2 separate regions of the Sparus aurata genome follow, and region 2 is linked to region 1. Evidence: chromatin contacts called from public Hi-C data. All regions are on one chromosome and are shown on one strand. The core of a region is the stretch at or near the end of the contact, and the rest is flanking DNA. Distances in the headings are between cores, read along the strand shown. Region 1 holds the start of fam3c (FAM3 metabolism regulating signaling molecule C). Region 2 holds the start of LOC115595417.

Region 1 (2,672 bases), core at 47-2,546:
TCGAGACACACAACAAAAGGCAACTCTAGATTATTGATTATCAGCCCTGGTTGATTATGGGGGCTGAGATTCATGTGCCATTATCTAGCTGTATACTGCAGGATTTAACCATAATTATAAGCACTCTTGTCGACGGGTATGGACAGATTTCCTCTGGCATGCATCAGTCTTTAATAAAGCAAATCCATTAGAGGAAATTGTTAGAATAGAAGCATACTTACGGGCTTCATTCACAGGCACCGATCTGGCTGAAAAGCAAAAGAAATACATGCATCTTTGAGAACACTTTCATCTGAAATGGACACATAAAAAGGGCAGCTCCGTGGGAAAATCCAGCACGAAACCCTCATAACATAGAACAACAATGAACCATATTTGGTTTCTGAGCCTCCAGGCGACACTGCCACAAAACAACCCCTCACAATGAATGGATTAAAAAGACCTCAGGTTTCCTTTACAACAAGACAAATCTTAAATGGCCGCTTGGTTTCGTTTTTTGAGAAAACACTTGGTACTCACACATCACACTGCCCAGTTTAAAATCCGTGTTGATCTCCAGCAGCTGGAAAGCCAGAAAGACAGCCAGGAGGAACGCAAAGATGAGCGCTGCCAACTTCAAAATACCTGAAGAGAGAAGAGAGGTAGATGAAGCTGTCAGGCGCCATTTATCATATTGTAAACAGCACATTCGCACAATAATTGCTCGGTATCTTAAGGAACATGTGCTTACCGCCGGCCCGAAGCATCATTGCGAGCCTCCAGCCCCTTCTCTCCAAGCTAACACCCTGTCAGGACAAAACAAAACAAACAAATGCTAGCAGCCAGCTCAGGTTGACTTTCGGTGACGACGCGTTAGCTTGCTAATAACGGTTTACATGGCGCTAAAAGCTAACACCACAGAAAGTTAGTCAAGTGTTTTAACCTCACTTTAGCTTTCGCTGAATTAGCTGTCACAGGGAATTCAACTGTTATAATGCATTTATTCTCAGTTAAGTGCCGGTATTACTGCCTGGAGGCGACGTTTTGGCAAGCTAACTGGCGTCAAGTGTGAAAACTGACGTTGACTCGTACACCGTTACTTCCTCTTCTCTGCCTATCTTTGCTCCGGGAATTCAGTGATAGAAATAACGGGGAAGAAGTTGAAGAAGGATGTAAAGACCTTGTTTAACTTACCCGTTCAGTCGCTATGATAACCACCTGCACCGGCTGTGGCCGACGGTGTCCCGGACTGGAGAGATCTGTGGGATGACAGCTGAAATAGACTGTTAAACGGGGGAGGTGGGCAGGAGGTGAGATGCTCCACTCTGTCGGAGAAATCGAAGACGAACGAGTGGGGGGAATTATTATTTCTTCTTTCAATAAATATTTATTTTCAGCCGAGGTTGTCCGCCATTAAAAGATAAAATCCCCATGTTCTCAGTTGAAATCAACAAGAATATATTCAACATTTGCAAAAACATTAATAAATACAATGACAGTAACACAAAGATGATGAAAACAACACTTCCTTGACAGCAATATCTCATTCATTAAACAGGAGGGGAAAGGGGTGATTTCAGCTTTTATTTAATTAGTTTTGTAGTTTGTATCACTAATACAACAAAAAATCACAGTTCACAGTGTAAAATGTTGCAATGTAGGCTCTCAAAATTATAAATACATGACCACATATTATACAAATTAACATGTTTCAAAAGCAGATTCACAGAAAACAGTTATTATAAACAACAATTTCATTATTATTATTATTATCAATACAACATACATTTTAACTCTGTGTCATCACTGTGTCATCCAAAATAATCCCATGAAATGCTTCTGAAATGTAAAATTTTCTTACACTCTTACACTCTAAAAATGACAATGAAGGAAAAGGTTATTACTAATATTTGGTTCTTAAAACAATGATCTCTACATGTTTAAGCCCATTTAATTTCTTTTTTTAACCTGAGACTCAAGTGCCATGTCATATTCAACCATATAACACAGTTCTGATACGACCATTGTGGTGGTGGTAGTAGTAGTAGTGGTGGTGATTTTTTTTTTCAGGAGTAATACATCTTCTCAATAACATATCTTCGTTACACTCGCACCGACTTCCTCATTTTTCTTCTTCTCTGTTTAAATCGAGGCAGATTAGACACGTGACAGCACCGCCAGCGCCCTCTGGTGGACAGATGCTATAAAACGTTTATTGTGCATTTAACTTAACCCGAACACACACAGTACAAAGAACACGTGAGAATAAAATGCTGTATTTTGTTTTTTGTTGTTTTTAAAAATGCACATTTTCTGAATTTGTCTCGTTTGTTTTTCACATTGGACAGAGAGTAAAAAAAAGTGCTGCAACACAGAGTAAAACTAAAATAACAATAATTCAAAAAAAATAAAAAAAAAATACTGTACACATAAAAGCAAAGCAAAGCAATGAAATGACAGTCAGCTCAATAAATTAATACATTTTCATGCTTGTCGTTCAGATCCTCGTGAGTGCTCCGGTCCAAACATCAGAGATAAGTCCAACAAAGTCTTTTTTCAGGGCTGCTTCCGACCATGAATCTTTATTACATCCATTAAAATGTGTCATGTGTCATTCAATAAGATCCTGCAGAAAAAAAAAAGAAGAAAACGTGTCAGCGAGCGTGCAGAAATCACAGTTTTCATGGGCTCAA
Region 2 (2,672 bases), core at 127-2,626, 260 kb before region 1:
ACTTGTCTGGTGTGAAGCCCCGTCTCTGACGTCAGAGGACGCTGTGTCGTGGTTCAGCTTACATTTAGACCCGTAGCGACAACTTTCTGTCAGCGAGTACTTGCAGACGTGCAGGTACGAGCACCTGGCGCCGTCCCGGCAGCCACCTTTGGCGTTGTAATACCTGCAGGGCTGTCTCACAGGAGACTTTGAAAGAAAAACACAGAATATGTTTGAATGAGGTAGATGTAGTTATAGCTGTGTTCTCATAAATGTTCCCCGTCCAGAAACAAACCTGAGAATCGCTTTCCCCTTCTGATCCGTCTGACTCGCTGTCTGACTCATCGCTGACGTCAGACTCCGCCTCAGAGATGTTTTCCTCTTCAGACTCTGGAATGTCAAGTGTTTAGGAAAGCCTTTTAAGCTCAGCAGCTACAGTGTAAATGACATTTAAGGACATCACAATATCATAGGGGTTCCCTTTGTTTACATGTGGCGGACCCTGCCACCTTTCCAGCCTCAAACAGAAAAAAGATAGAAGACCTTATTTTCCTCTGAGAACGGCTTGTTGATTTACTTATGATTAAAATTAATATCTCCGAGTTTGTATCATTGCCTCATTAATATTACAAATATTTCAGTTCTGAGATTGGATTTCTTCTACAGTTCCCCGAACACACATGATATTCTCTCTGGTGCATGTACAGTTGATCTGCTGCCCCCTGCTGGGCAATTACAAGTTTTAGTTTTTGACTGCATGGTCATGATCTACCTGGTTGGAAAATACTTGAGAAATAAAAAGCTAATGAGGGCACCTTCAATTTAACACCACGTCAATGAGATATTACAGTAAAGCGTGATTTTAAACCCACTATATTGATGTCGGTCTATTAGTAGTTGTAAGTAGATCCTGCAGAGAGAGAGAGAGAGAGAGAGAGCGAGAGCTCCATTTTTAAAGAAACGAAAGTGAAAGTTTTAGAGTTATCCAAGTAATCACGGTAACATTAAATGATTAATGTGTACAGAACACTTGCACACATTACTGCACCATTTCCATCGTTTCCTCCCACTAATATCAACACTTATGTTGAGTTTTGGTTCGATATAAAGATCCGTCTCTGAATGTCTCATGTAAATAAACACATAAACAGACACACAGTGGACACAAACAGCTCTTATTATGAAGGGAAACCAGGAGGAAGTGTTCACAATGAATTTAACACCGCAGATAAATAACAAAGCGCAGCAGTATTTAGCGTTTAGAGAGTACTTACGGTGAGCAGTCGCCATTCTTTGGTTTGCAACAGCCTACTTTCGTTTCATGATTCTATTTTTCAGATAAACTGCTGCCCCACCCACAGCTGCTGTCTGCCAAGAGGCTGGCTCTGCTGAAGTGCCTCAGAGCAACAACTCCCTCAATCATGGGCTTTATAAATCCCCCAATTCCTGAACACATTTAATTATCTCTATTATTGTATTACTGTATGAATTGTACTGTTGTTTGTTTATCTTTCATCTAGAATTTCTCAATTTCTCTCTGTAAACGACTTAAAAATATATATAAGTAAAGTCATTATTATTATTTTTATTAAGTTAAGGAGTGCAGGAGTTTATTGGTGTTTTAAGAAAAACTCATGTTTAAATTGTATCTCTTGTCTTTTGTCTTAATTTCTCTGAAAATGAAATCATCCTGGTTATTACAGCTGTCTCTGCAACACACTAATATATACTATAAGATCTTTTATTGTGATTCATTATGTAATTCATTCTGTGGAATGTCTTTTATCCGGACCCTGAGTCTGTATTAAAGTTTAATTTTAGTTGAATTAAAATAAATATAAATAAATGACAGTGTACTTGATGATAAACACAGACATATAACTGAAAGAAGCAAAACAAAGCTAAACAGAGCTAAGTAAACATAAACATACATAAATATAAATATATGTATACATGGTAAACAGCACACACTGTCTATAAAAAGGTCATAATTGTATGGGTGATGTAAAAAAATATACAAATCAATCAAAGAATAAACAAATTAAATTTAGTAATCAATTATAAGACCAGAAAAACAGGGTGGAAAACACTAAAAACTGCAGTCTGATAACAAGAAGCTGGAGTACACGAAACAACCACAACGCTGGTTGGCGGTAGTGAGCTCATTCCACCGTTGGCGCCACCCCGTACACAGAGGGCGTTGAGGGCGCTCTGGTAAAAACACGCGAAGAAGAACATAGGGTCCTTCTGGAGCCGTAACGACCGAGCGACCTTTTCCTACGAAGGGTACTTGAGGAAAAAAAAGGACGAACAAATAAATAGGGAAAATGGAATTTAAGGATCACGATTACACGAACAACGGCTCTGATAGAGTCAACCCCATGGAGTTCACTTATAAAAGTAAGTACGGGCGGCAAGAAACGTCAAGTTTTAACGGAGCTAGCTAACGTTAGCGAGGGCACCTAGCAAGTAGGCTCCATGATGGAAGTACCCGAGAAGCACGCTTTTCACCCAACAACATGCTTCAGCCCGATCTCCACTTAGAATGGAGGCTGTGTTTGTAGTGTACACGAACGAATAATGACACGACATCAAACCAAGATGATAAACCAGTGGCTAAAAGTTGAGTTGTTGTGAGCTAACACCTGTTGCAAAGTTCATCTAACAGGGTGATGTCGTGGTAGGATAAGATG

What was found. Hi-C and Micro-C count contacts between places; a contact is called where the count stands out from the background.
Region 2: a contact with region 1 is called in a Hi-C map of an unstated tissue, with 2.7 times the contacts expected there. The contact joins the promoter of LOC115595417 here to the promoter of fam3c in region 1. A contact is called at or near these places in 2 of 2 Hi-C or Micro-C datasets (skeletal muscle and an unstated tissue).

What each region holds. Positions count from the first base shown.
Region 1 is chr14:17,152,171-17,154,842 of fSpaAur1.1, reverse strand. fam3c (FAM3 metabolism regulating signaling molecule C) reads right to left here and starts at 1,296. Exons shown (of 10, transcript XM_030440702.1): 1 at 1,174-1,296; 2 at 731-785; 3 at 520-624; 4 at 222-248. The coding sequence starts at 749. LOC115595197 (sortilin) reads right to left here. Exons shown (of 21, transcript XM_030439361.1): 21 at 1,545-2,605. The coding sequence ends at 2,591.
Region 2 is chr14:17,414,140-17,416,811 of fSpaAur1.1, reverse strand. It overlaps LOC115595417, which reads right to left and starts at 1,376. Exons shown (of 10, transcript XM_030439861.1): 1 at 1,254-1,376; 2 at 275-369; 3 at 1-186. The coding sequence starts at 1,269. LOC115595747 reads left to right here and starts at 2,198. Exons shown (of 4, transcript XM_030440548.1): 1 at 2,198-2,379. The coding sequence starts at 2,307.